3 separate regions of the Mus musculus genome follow, and all the other regions are linked to region 2. Evidence: chromatin contacts called from public Micro-C data. All regions are on one chromosome and are shown on one strand. Each heading gives the region's core, a stretch centred on a gene start, on an enhancer-like site or on the middle of the called end of the contact. The rest is flanking DNA. Distances are from core to core; before and after follow the strand shown. Region 1 overlaps Trim67 (tripartite motif-containing 67). Region 2 holds the start of Egln1 (egl-9 family hypoxia-inducible factor 1). Region 3 holds the start of Disc1 (disrupted in schizophrenia 1).

Region 1 (4,209 bases), core at 8-2,507, 120 kb before region 2:
GGTGAACCCAGGGCTCTGTTTCTCTCCCAATTTTGGGGGTGGGACCTGGGTGCTGGAGAGCATTAAGCACCCCTGGTCTCTACTCTCCAGATGCCAATAGCACCCCCAGTTAGTGTGACACCCCCAATACCTAAGGGCACCCAGATGCCCCCTGGGGCTGGCCTGGATCTGGATTCGTTGGATGTTGACATTCATAGCGTTGGTGGGTACCTCTTCCTGTGTCACATAGGTCTGTCCCAAAGCCATTGGCCTAGTGTTAACCCAACCTAAGAATTCTTCACAGGTCTTCAGTAAGGAACAAAGGGCTCACATTTTCCCCAACTCCCATCTCCATTCTTGCAAAGGAAAACTTCCCTTTTCTTGGCCACAGTTTACTGGTAGGAGCAGGGACATCTTAATGGATCTAGGGCCCTCAAGGGGTTAAAGAATTCTTACCTATATTGTTAAAAGACTTTCAAAACCCACACTAGTCCTGGGAACTCTGGTACCCCAGGAAAAGCCAGTTGTCACTGACAGTCTAGTATGAACTCCTGGCTGAAGGGGTTCCTGACAGCTGAGGGGAAGAGGTGGGTGAAGGAAAAGGCAAGCTGAGGTAAACAGGAGGCTTGAGGCACGACCAAAGGCCAGAGTGCAGAGTATCCCTCACCACTTACCTCTTAAGCTGGCTTTGGTGTTGCCTCATGGCATGTGTGGGATGAATCTCCTAACTGTTCTGTGCCTCAGTATCCCTCCCTGCAACAGGACTGGTCATACCAACCTACCTCCGCTGTGTGGATCATGGAACAGTCTCAAAAATAAGGTTTGGGCTAAATGGCTCATTTAGTGGATGTAACCTGGGTGGGTGTTATTATGTCCTCTAACCACAATATCTTCCCGTAAGCTCCCCGTGACCAGGGCAGCACTTGTCACACTGCTGCCTGGCATTTCAGACAGCTCACATGACCACAGCAAGCACATTCCTTTAGTGGAGAGCCTGGGTTAGTGAAATGTTCCAGGGCCTTGACCAGGCCAAACCCTGAGTGCTAAAGACATCTGCATGTGCTATCCCCGAAGCCAAGAACATATATTAGCCAGACTTTTGCTTCCCGTTCCTTCAGTTCTGGTTTCTAGGACTCCCCCAACCCCATGGCATTTGGCTTTTGTTTTCCAACAGTGGGGATGGCTTTGGAAGTCACCTGAGAGTGTTATGACATACAGCTGAACTAGGACCTCGAGGGGATGGCTGGTCTCAAGTGAATTTTAGACAACTGACTGCTGCCAGGATTTCCTGGCATAAACTAAGAAGGGTGGGAGCCTGACCTCTTCCACGAACGAGCAGGGCTGAACTCGGTGGGAGGAGCTGGGACCCGACTCTAGGTGAAATGTCTCCCTCTAGTAGTGATGCTCACTGAGAACCCCGTTGTCAACTCGGCTCTGGGAAAGTTCCCAGAGTTGGAGGGCTAGAAGTGGGGCCCTGGGCACCATTAAGGCTACACAGCTGCTGGAGATTTGGGAGTGGCCCGCGGTGGCCGTTCCAAGCCCCAGGAGACTGGACTTCCCTAAGCACCCCGCCGTCTCAGCACCAGCGGAGAGTGGGGTGTAGACACAACTGAAAACGTGAATGCATGATATAGAACCGCCGCCTTTGCACTGCGCGGCGCACTGAGCATGAACGGTGTTTGTATAATGTTGGCGAAGGAATTTAACAGAAACAGAAAGCTGTGTACCGTTGTTTGGCCCCGTTTTCCCGCCTTTCCTTGCCTTCTCTTCCCCCACTCTCCCTACTGATTCTGTTCCCAGTGGTTGGTATTTGGTGACAGCTCTTGGTTCTGTGGCTGTTTATGTCTCACTGAAAACACGGAGGGGTGGGCAGTGGTAAGGAAAGTACTTTTTTTCTAATTTTGTATAGCTATCCACAAGCGTTTGTATTTTTTGAATTGCAAACACTGTTTTCTGGTCCTTGGGGGTTGGTTAAACTTCCTGTATTACTTTTTGGAAAACTTGAGTTTTACCACATTCTTAAACAGATTTGAAATAAATTCTTTTGACACTGCCAACAACTGGAAGACGGGTGTGCTCTGTGGTCACTAGTGAGGGGTCACTTCCGAATTCCCACAGACTGACCCTGGCTGAGTTCTGGTTAGCTCCTAAATCAATCTCAAAGTAAAGGTGTAGTTTCAAATTACAAAGCACAACTTCTCCAGTGAAATTATAGCTCCATTTAAAAATGTGTGTGTGCATGCATGTGTGTGTGTGTGGTGTGTGTGTGTGATGTGTGGTGTGTGTGTGTGAGTGTGTGGTGTGTGTGTGTGAGAGTGTGTGGTGTGTATGAGTGTGTGTGTGTGGTGTGTGAGAGTGTGTAGTGTGTATGAGTGTGTGTTGTGTGTGTGTGTGTGTGGTCTGTATGAGTGTGTGTGTGTTGTGTGTGTTGTATATGTGTGTGTGTGTATGTGTGTGTGTGGTGTATGTGTGAGTGTGGTGTGTATGTGTGTGTGGTGTGTATGTGAGTGTGTGCGTGTGTGTGCATGCACATATATGTGGAGGTTGAAGGTTACCTCAAATGCTCTTCCATTGCTGTCCACTTTTCCTTTTTGAGATAGGTTCTTTAAAAAAAAATTTTTTTTTCCAAGACAGGGTTTTTCTGTGTAGCCCTGGGTGTTCTGGAACTCACTGTAGACCAGGCTGGCCTTGAGCTCACAGAGATCCGTCTACTTCTGCCTCCCAAGAGCTGGGATCAAAGGCACGCACACACTACCACCGCCCAAGACAGGTTCTTTTATGGGCCTAGCACTTGCAAATCCAGCTAGACTGGCTGACCAGCAAGCCCCAAGACTACCTGCCTGTCTCCACGCTTCTGGAATCCTTAGTACATACACCCTGTTCTCTATGTAGGTCCTATGGCTCACAGAAAAGTCCTCATGCTTACGTGTGTGGGAAGCTCTACCAACTGAGCCAGCTCTAATCACAGACTCATTTTTGCAGAAGGCAAGCAGACTGGGGACATGTAAGAGTCCAGATAGGGTTAAGCCAGGTGCAGTGGCTCACACTTGTAATCTCAGCACTTGGGAGGCCGACGCAGGAGCAAGCTCAAGACCAGCCTGTTCTATATGGTGACACCCAGCCTTGGAAACAAGAAGTAAATCCATGGATTCCTGACCTGGACTCCAGGACAGCTTTGAGCAAGCATCCCAAACTGAGCATCAGGAATAACATATGCCCCTTGGCAGTGTGGCCCAGAGCTTCACTTCTGTCCTTCCTTGAGCTATGATATTTTAAATTTTTACTTTTTTGAGACAGGGTCTCACTGTGTAGCCCTTGATGATCTGGAATCCACTGTGTACACTAGACTGGCTTTGAGCTCATGGCAATCTGCCTGCCTTGGCCTCCTGAGTGCTGGGATTAAAGGCCTGTACCACCTTTAAGTAGCTCTTCTCTGTCCAACTGTTCCTAAGACTAGTGAATGGGGCTCAGTAGGTGGGATGGAGTGGCTGTAGGTTGGGTTTTGAGGGAGACAAGCTCTCAAGGGAGGAAGGGTTGGAGTTTATGTCCCAGGAGTGATCTTGGAAGTAAGCAGGACCCAACAAGGGAGGTATTAAGGCAATAAAAGGCTGAGCATAGTATAGTGGCTTATTCCTGTAATTCTAACACTCAGGAGGCTGAGGAAGAGGTTCACTGTGAGTTTGAGGCCAGCCTGAGCTATGTAGTGAAATCCATCTTTAGCTACAGAGTGAGAAACTCAGTGTCAAAAATCCAAAGCAAAACAGAAAGGCGTAAGAGAGAGTCCTGTCCTTTCTCATCCACTGCTAGCTCTCTGAAGACTGCTGGTCCCTGTGGTTCCCCCCTGCTCTCCAAGGTCTGGGCAGTCCGGCCCTGTCCTGACTCCCCGTGGCATCCCAGCTGCCCGCTGACATGTCGGTCTCTACGGTCCTCATGTCCACCAGGAGGCTTCAGTGCTCAGCATGAACCCCCAGTGTACAAATTAATAACTGAGTGAGTCTGTGAAGACCAGGCCAGAGCTGCCGCCCCGACACCTGCAGCTGAGCTCAGCGGAGAAGAGGAACGTAGCAAGCTTTAACGTTAGGATTACTGAGCTTATTTGGAAAATGCTAGGTTATGTGAGAGCAGGAAAACTGAATGAGGGGCTGGAGACATGGCTCAGTGGTTAAGAACACTGGCTGCTCTTCCAGAGGACCCAGGTTCAAGTCCCAGGCAAACATGGCAACAGCTCTT
Region 2 (4,536 bases), core at 219-2,718:
TGGTAGTGGGTTTCAAAACGGTAGGGACAGCCAGCAAGATAAAGCTACACGGGGGAGGGGAGCAGGCCGCCAAGCTTTTCCTGAATACAGGGAGTTTTCCGACCACAGGCTTTTAAATGAACCTTTCTGGGGGCAGCTGACAGAGTCCTAGCTAAACACAGTGTCTGGCTCTCAATCAGAGCCGGGTGCGCGCTAAAAACCGCGGGGCTTTTAACTAGCTCAGGCACACAGGCAAGATAAGATGCATCACCCAGACCCGGTGTAGCTGGTACCCCAACGACCCCCACGAGTGACCAGGGCTCCGGCAGGCTCTGCACTGTGCACTGTGGCAGACAGTACAAGGACAAAAGGAGCCACGCTAAGACAGAGCGCCGGGCCCCGGGTCTGCGGGGGCGGGGGGTGGTCCTCACAGACCCTCCTCCGGTCGCAAGAGCCCCAGCCACTTACTTTCGTTCGGCCGTTTATCCTGTAGTTGCCCAGCTTCCCGCTGCAGTGGCGGATCAGGTCGTCCATGCTGCTCATGAGCAGGCCGATGGTTTCGCAGCCGGGCTCTTTGCCCTCGATCCAGGTGATCTGGTCCCCCCGGATGTCCTTGGAAGAGTCACTCTTCTGGCTGACCAGCTGCCCGTCCGTGAACTTGCCGGTGTCGTGCAGGGCGCGCACCTCATCGCCGATCTGCTGCCCGGTCTCCCTGCCCAGGAAGTCGTCCACCACGCAGATGCCGTGCTTGTTCATGCACGGCACGATGTACTCCAGAGCCAGCTTCAACGCGGGCAACGGCTTGGTCTGCCCGTTGGGCCGCAGCCCTCCACCGGGACTCAGCGCCTCCCCGGGGCCGCCACCCGCTGGGCACAGGCTGGCGCGCTCGGGGCCCGGAGACCGGCTAAGCGGAGGATCCTCGGAGCCGGGCTCTGCTGGGCCGGGGCCGCTCCGGGCCTGCGCCGCGTCCTCCGGGCCCGGTACGCGCGAGGCCGCCGCGCTGTCCCCGCGCCGGGCCGCCCCGCCGGCGCGCGCGGCTCCGGGGGCCCCACCGGGCGGGGGCGCGACGCGGGGCTGCGCCGGCGCGGGCTGCGCGCGGGGGGCCTCGCCGCCCTGGCACACCAGCTTGTGCTTCTTCCAGTCCTGGCGCTGGTGCTCTTTGCAGCAGTAGAAGGAGCTGCGGCAGCGGCCGCAGCGCAGCAGGTTCTCCATCTTCCCGCACAGCTCGCAGTACTGCCGGTCGCGCTCGCTGGCGCTCAGCACGCCGGGCCCGCCGCTGTCACTGGCCATGGCCGCGGCAGGGCGGGCCGCGGGCCGGGAGCGGGGCGGCGGCGGGGCCGTCGGGGCGCCCGCCCGGGGCCGCCGCCCGCTGCGGGAGGCCGCGCGCGCCCTGGCCTCGCCTGCCTTGCCCGGGGCCGCCTAGCGCCGCATCGCGCCGGAGAGAGCGCGGCCTGCGCGGCGCACAGCGCCCTGGGCGGGCGGGCCCAGCCGGCTGCGTCGGGGCGGGCGGGCAGGGCGCGGGCCTGCGGGCGCCACTCGCTCCGCGCGCGCTGCACGTACACCACGGCCCCGGCGACCCGGCGCGCGGGCGGAGAGGGCGGGGGCCGCGCGCACGCGGCGGGCCGGGCCTAGCGGGCGGGCGCGCCGCTTCCTCCGCCCTCCCCTCCTCCTCGCGGCTCCGCCCGGGGCGCGCGTCGCCGGCCTGCGCGCGCGCAGCTCCACCTGCCTGTCCGGGCCCGCCGGCAGCGCTCCGGGGCTGCCTCGGCCACCTCGGTCCCGCGGAGGAGGAAACGGAAGCTCAGACGGCCGCTGGGCCGCTCCAAGCTCCGGGACGGCCGCTGCGCGCTCCCGGTCTGCTGCTCCCCGGAGGCCGCGGAGGGCACAACAAAGGCCCCCCGGGCAGCCTGCTCCGGGACCGGCTCCTGCAGTCGCCGGGCCTGGTTCTGGCTTTGCTTTGTTTTTGCTTTTCTGCGGTCCTTAAACTCTTGAGATTTCTCCCGGTTCCGGTTCGAGACCTCTGGGTTAAGTAAGGTAATCAGGGCTCGGTTCCAGATCCGCATTCAGGCCTGAAGCTCTCAAGAGCATAGTCCGTGAACGAAGCTGCACAGGGAGTTAAAGTCTCACATTAGAATCTGCCAATAGTGTCTGCAGAATTATGAGGATTATTACGGGCTTTCTTTGTTGTCTTGAGACGCAGCCCGGTAGTCCTCGGAAGTAGATTCTCCTACCTCTTCTGGTCAGTGGTAAGGTGATTAGCGTGAGCCCTCTTTGCCAACTCAGTTATCTGCATTTTGTTTGATTTCAGTGTTGTAAATTGAGACGAACACACTAGTTGCTGTTTCTTTGTTTTTATGAAACCTTCAAACCTCATAGAGCTTGGCACGGTGGTAAACGGCTTTAATGCTGGCACTCAGAGGCAGGAAGATCATTGTGAGATTGGGGCCAGCCTGGGCTACAAAGTGAGTTCCAGGATCAAACGCACTTGCACACACAGCTCAGAGAAACAAACCAGAGACTGTCGGTTCCACGTGTGATTTGTAGTAAGTAACTAGTGGGGCCGGGGCAAGGAGAATGACGGGTATATTTGGAGCTGCAGAGAGGGAAGCAAGAGCTGTACAGGTTGAGGACCAACCTGCTCTATGTGGTGGGTTCTGGGACAGCCAGGGCTACGGAGTTCGACATGGTCATACAGCCTCCAAAACAGAAGGACCTCCCTAGGTGCAAACATTTGTCATAATGTACACACACGGTCGTATACTTGAGTGTAGCCATTGGGACAGACAGCCGAGAATTTAAAATTGCTGTTTGGATGCCAGGGGGAACACAGAAACGGGAATTGTTAGCTCTGCCATTTGAATGAAGTTGCAAGCAAACAACTCCGAAATGTAAGAGCGACAACATTTACACGCATACACTTTGAGAATAATCTTGAAGCTGAACATGGTGGTAGCACACGTCTGTAGTGCCAGCTCTTGGGAGATGGAGACTGAGTTCATCTTTGCTTACACAGAGGCCACCCCTGACTACATGAGCTCCTTCCCAGTGCAAAAATACAAAGCCATTTTGATCTGGGGGTGTAGTTCAGGGGTACAGTGCTTGCTTGCTGTATGCAAAGCCCTCAGTTCATTTCCCGGGACCAAAGAAAATATTTTTCTGAAATGCATACATTGAATGCAGGAAGCAGGCTGGGCCTGTGGCTCATTTAGCTCTTTGCTGGAAGCCTAGAGTCCTAACCTTGATCCCCAGGAACCTCCCCCCACAACCTCCCCCCCCACACAAGTAAGTAGATATAAGTAGAATCAGATAGTTCTTCGGCCTCTTTTTTGCTAGAGTACATACACTTTTTTTTTTTTTAACTGTTTGTAAAAGGAACTTGTCTTGGCAGGAAGCAACAAGCAGGGAATTTGTTACAATTCTTTTACATTTACTTGCTTGTACTTATTAAAATTGCCCACATAGTCAAAGGACTCTAATTTTTTTTATTACAGCTTATTGGTTTAGGGTGTATGTGTACATAATGTGGGCATGTACAATCCACAGTGCGTCTGGAGGTCAGAGGACAACAGAGGAAGCTCTCTCCTTTGCTCTCTCCTTCAATCTCGGCTCAGGCTCAAGGTGTCGGTCCCAGGACCTCTCCCTGCCAAGCCGCTGACCCCAACAGTTTCTCTCTCAGGAGGTTAACGTTCAGTTTAGCTCTCTACATGGTTTGTGTGTGTGTGTGTGTTTAACTGTATTTTTTACTGAATTCTACTTAAAGACATCAGACTTAAGATTTTAGTGAACAGAATCAGTCATGGCTCTCATGCGGTCGCACACTGACAACGCTGAAACAGTTCCGAGTTTCAAGTTCCAGGCCAGCCTATCTCAGAAGACAAGTAACCCAGAAATGCCTGGTTACTTTTCTTGTTGCAATTAAGCATATAGAATCACAAACATACAGTTAATAGAAAGTCAAATACAGAAGGCAGGAAAGATGGATCAGTGGTTAAGAGCACTGGTTGTTCTTCCAAAGGACCTAGGTTCAAATCCCAGCACCCATGTGGCAGCTCACAACTATAACTCTAGTTCCAGGGCATCTGAAATTTTCTCACCAATGCATACAAATTATATATATATACAATATATATAAAATACATACACATTTACACACATATATTACACATATATATTTACATATATATAAATAAAATTATATATATATATATACATATATGTGTATATATATTCAAATATAAAGTACTCCTTTCAAATGTTTCCAAAAGTCCACAATTATGGACTTTGTGATTATTGTAGTTTGATAACTTAGGCAGTAATTCTCATCTGGGAGGTCTTGGTTAGCGTGCCACTGACTAAGTTGCTTGGATAAGAATCTGGTCTACCATCACCATGGTAGCTGTCAACATAAAACTGTCTTAATGGTCAGTCTATGAAGTAGGAAGTGGTAGAGGCTCCATTGAACAGAAGGTGAGTGGTATGCTGTGGGAGTTGCTGCTTTTCAGGCAGTGCCTGCCTCCAGCCCGTCAAAAACAACATGGTGAAAACAGACTGAAGATTTCA
Region 3 (4,241 bases), core at 350-2,849, 100 kb after region 2:
GTCTGTCTGTCTGTCTGTCTGTCTGTCTGCGTGATGGTGACAGGGATAGCTAGAAGAGGGTGCCTGATTAGTCCTCTGGAGCTGCAATTGCAGGTAGCAGTGAGCTACTCAGGATAGATGCTGTGAAACTGAACTCTGATCCTCTGCAAGAATGCTATGTGCTCTGAACTGTTGGGCCAGCTTTCCAGCCCCTGTTTTAAGACAGTTTATGTTATATATTCAGAGGTATGCCTAGTTATCCTCGGGAGTGAGTCAGGTAGACCTGAGAGTGTTTATGGCAGGCTGGCCAATTCAACTGTATTTACTACGGAGTGCCTCCTGAGGAGGAGAGGCGTTCCATTCGTTTTAGCTGACCACTTCAGATCGATCGCAGGCCATCACTGAGGGGAGTCAAGGCAGGAACCTAAGGCAGGCCTGCTTGCTATAGCACACAGCATTAACCTCCAATGGAGAGCTCACTTCACTGCCAATCAGGTATAGCAGGAACCACAGAGGACGCTGTTTGCCAGCTGGCTCGTAGATGGGCTTCAGCTCACTTAGCTTTCTTGGATAGTTCGAAACCTAGGTAATGGTGCCGCCCACAGTGGGCTGGGCCTTCGAAGGCCAGTTAACTGTCCAGACCTTTCTTACAGACGCGATACGGGCCAATCTGATCTAGGTAATCATGGACTAAAGCTCTCTGCTCACAGGACCCTAGGCTATGTCACACTGACAGGTAAAGCAAACTAGGATACCAACACAGTGCCTTTTTCAACCCTGTTACCCTACCCACTGCACTAAATCCTGACTCTGCTCATGTCTTTATCAACTTCAGCCGCATCCGCCCGTGCTTACCCGAAGGTTCCTGGTAAGAGGCAACTGCTCTGGCCCACCTTTCCAGCACCTGGTCTTTTTTCTAGGGCCACAGGCTCCTCCCTTCCAGCACGCACTCTCCCAGGCTTCTTCCCACTGCCCCATGCTCCACCCACAGTCAGGTCTCCGGCTGACTCCATGCAGTTCAGTTTTGTAGGTTTATTTTTGCCTCGGGGTCCAGAGGCGAGGTTATGACGGGCCTAACCCCTGACTGGCACTTCCTGTACCCACTGTCCTGTAGCAGGTGCTTTGCTGAAGCAGCCAAAGGGAAGGGATGGGGGAGGTGAGCCAGCTGCCAGGAGCTTGGCACAAGCCAAGGCTTGTGCCGTGCTCCTGGCCAGCCCCGTGCTGCCAGAGATTCGATTCTCAAGTCATTTTTAACAGCTGCTCCCACCCCCCCCGACCTGTCATCTGTCACTTTCCTTCGGCTTCACCGCGACTTGGTAGGAAGAAGTCCCTCTCTTGACCACCCCGCCTTTTACTCCCAGGGTCTGGGAAGCGCCCAGTCTTTCGGTCCCTGGCCACACTGCCCCATCACACTTCCCCTCCTTGGTTTCCTCCAAGTGAAAAGCAAAACTTTCTGCGCTGCGGTCTGGGAGCCGCGAGGGGCGGCGCGCGCGCGCTAGCGAGGGGCCGAGGCTGGAGAGGAAGCGGCGGTCCTGGGCAGGAGGAAGAAGCCAGCCCTCGGCTCGGCCCCCTGCCCGTTTCCCGCCGCCTCCGCGGCCGCCGCTACCACCATCACCACCACAGTCACCGCCGTCCGGGGCGCAGCCGGCCGCACGATGCAGGGCGGGGGTCCCCGGGGCGCTCCGATCCACAGTCCGAGCCACGGCGCAGGTAGGGCCCGGGGTTCTGGAGGAGGGCGAACGAGGCCTGCCGAGATCCGGGCGCACCCTGATGCAGGGGAGGGAAATCGAGGCAGTGAGCGGGGAGTGCAGGGTGCGGGCGGTCGTGTCCCCAGCTCCCACTGCAGCTCCCGTCCAAGCGCGTCCCCGTCCCGAGAGTCCGGCCGCCCTGAGGCGCAGTCGGCGAAGGGCGCGCCCGCACTCCTTCCTTGCGAGGTCCCGGTGGCCGCGAAGGTTTCCGCAGCGCCCAAGTGCAGCTCGATCCCAGGACTCCCTCGGGTGGCCGGCGCAGACGCTGCGGGGACGCGGGGCGAGGTTGAGAGAGGTGTGGGAACTGCAGCCCGCACCTCCCGTGGGGCTGCTCGCCGCCCACTTCCGAGTGTGGACTGTGACGCGCAGGGCAGCGCAGGCTGAGGGGACCCGCTCCATTTCCTCTGTCAGCTTGGGCCACGTACCAACCCCGGTGATGACATCGAGTTAAGTGGGTGGCCGCTTTTCAACCTCAGCAACTCACTGTCAGAAACCCCAAGAAAAGAACGTGATGGCACACGCCTCTTTTCCTAGCACTCGAGAGACAGGAAGACTGTGGAGACTTTCTAATACAATCTGGGCTACAATAGTGAGACTCTATCTCAAAAACCAAAATCAAATCAGAACAATGAAAAATAAAACAAGCACGGAGATCTGCTCCAGACTGGGCTTTGCAGTTTGGGCGTGTGCTGTGCCAAGGAGAGAAGGCAAAGGACTTAGGAGCTTCTTTTGGCTCTTGGAGCCTCAGTTTACCCATCTGTGAAAGGAGCACTAATCACTAGCTTCCCTACCTCCTTAACTGGCTTCTATGAAGACATTTTTGCAATTGGGAGTTGGAAAATACAGGGTTGGTAGGTGGGTGTAGGGTAAGAGTCTTCTGCACCCGCATCCTGGACTCGGGAATGCCTTAGTTTTTCAATTTGTAAAATGGAGCTGATTTTCCTGCCTACGTGGTAGATTTTAAAAGGGGTTTAATGTGGTAGGAGGACATGAAACCCCTGGCCAAATCTCTGCGATACAAAGCAAATTCTCAAAAATCTCTTAGTTGCCCAGGCTAGCCTTAAATCTGCTGCCTAGCCCAGGCTGGCCTCCAATTTGCTAGCCTTTGCCTCCCAAGTGCTGGGATTACAGGTGTGCTCCACTACGCACGGGTCCTTAAGTATTATTTTGACCATGCAAGACCTAAATAATCGTGGGCAATACAGGAATGCCAGTGTGACATGTTAGTGTCTGAGTTACAGGGTATTTGAAAAGACATTTGGCACCTGACATGGAGACCGTTGAGGTTTAGCCAGGATTCTGCCCACAGCAAATAGAGCCCTGGATGAGAAACCTGCTTTCTGAGCTGTCTCTCCAAGTCTCGGGCTTTCTCTTCTGTTTATAAGAAAGAGAAAGCACCTGGGCTGTAATTATTACCTTAGCCCTGAGAGTGCTGCCCTGGGATGGAGAGCAGAACATCTGGAACTGGGGCAGGTGACAGCCTACAGGCGACAGGTGCCACTTTGCAGAGAGTGCATGGGCCAGGCACTTGGTCCTGCCCTTTGATGAGGTCCCCCTCACACCGGTGAGGGGCTGGTGCTACCATCCTCATCTTCCCTTGGATGTGGCAAGGGTTGGAGTCACCTGCCTGTGGCCCTGGTGGTTAAACAGGGACTGGGGCTCAAAGTCAGATGCAGGTGTCTCCAATTACAGGCTGAAGGGAAGGTGTCAGGTGGAGCCCAGGCTGAGCGTGGACCTTTGCCTGGTCAAAGGTAATACCTGGTCTTCTGTTTCTGCCGTTTATACCTATCTTCATCTATCTATCTATCTATCTATCTATCTATCTATCTATCTATCTATCTATCTATCTATCTATCATCTATCTATCTATCTATCTATCTATCTTCTATCTATCAATCATCTATCTGTATATCTTCTGTCTCTATCATCTATCTTCAGCATCTATCAATCATCTATTACCTATCTATCATTTATCCATCAATCTGTCTGTCTATCTTCTATCAATTATCTACCTACCTATCTATCAATCATCTATCTATCTATCTATCTATGTATCTGTCTATGTATCTATCTATCTATCTATCATCTATCTATCTATCTATCATCTATCTATCATCTATCTATCATCTATCTATCTATCTATCTATCTATCATCTATCTATCTATCATCTACCTACCTATCTATCAATCATCTATCTGTATATCTTCTGTCTCTATCACCTATCTTCAGCATCTATCTATCAATCATTTATTACCTATCTATCATTTATCTATCAATCTGTCTATCTATCTTCTATCAATTATCTACCTACCTATCTATCAATCTATCAATCATCTATCTATCTATTTATCTATCTATCATCTATCCATCAACCTATCTGTCTGTCTATCTATCATCTATCAATTATCTACCTACCTACCTATCTATCAATCATCTATCTATCTATCTATCTATCATCTATCTATCTATCTATCTATCTTCTATCTATCAATCATCTATCTGTATATCTTCTG

What was found. Hi-C and Micro-C count contacts between places; a contact is called where the count stands out from the background.
Region 1: a Micro-C map of brown adipocytes shows a contact between it and region 2, with 4 times the contacts expected there. The contact joins the enhancer-like site here to the promoter of Egln1 in region 2. A contact is called at or near these places in 1 of 39 promoter capture datasets (pre-B cells), 2 of 484 Hi-C or Micro-C datasets (brown adipocytes and cardiomyocytes), 4 of 115 datasets of contacts at active chromatin or transcription factors (the 230-238 cell line, embryonic stem cells and memory CD8 T cells) and 1 of 9 other capture datasets (liver).
Region 3: a contact with region 2 is called in a Micro-C map of stem cell-derived neurons, with 5 times the contacts expected there. The contact joins the promoter of Disc1 here to the promoter of Egln1 in region 2. A contact is called at or near these places in 3 of 39 promoter capture datasets (embryonic stem cells, neural stem cells and trophoblast stem cells), 1 of 15 datasets of contacts at CTCF or cohesin (CD8 T cells), 10 of 484 Hi-C or Micro-C datasets (CD4 T cells, the N1E-115 cell line, the P5424 cell line and 5 more), 8 of 115 datasets of contacts at active chromatin or transcription factors (effector CD8 T cells, embryonic stem cells, forebrain and 4 more) and 3 of 9 other capture datasets (adipose tissue, liver and pancreatic islet).

What each region holds. Positions count from the first base shown.
Region 1 is chr8:124,832,669-124,836,877 of GRCm38.p6, forward strand. Trim67 (tripartite motif-containing 67) reads left to right here. Exons shown (of 10, transcript NM_198632.2): 10 at 1-2,036. Among named protein-coding and RNA genes, the nearest start is that of 2810004N23Rik, 28 kb to the right of the region's middle. Within about 2 kb of position 1,258, at least 30 of the 459 cell types and tissues checked have an H3K27ac peak or open chromatin away from gene starts, as enhancers often do. A contact at or near this core is called in brown adipocytes and cardiomyocytes, where this site is marked.
Region 2 is chr8:124,947,786-124,952,321 of GRCm38.p6, forward strand. Egln1 (egl-9 family hypoxia-inducible factor 1) reads right to left here and starts at 1,469. Exons shown (of 5, transcript NM_053207.2): 1 at 448-1,469. The coding sequence starts at 1,269. It overlaps Gm46060 (a long non-coding RNA gene), which reads right to left and starts at 440. Exons shown (of 2, transcript XR_001778719.2): 1 at 1-440.
Region 3 is chr8:125,052,596-125,056,836 of GRCm38.p6, forward strand. Disc1 (disrupted in schizophrenia 1) reads left to right here and starts at 1,600. Exons shown (of 13, transcript NM_174854.2): 1 at 1,600-1,689. The coding sequence starts at 1,635.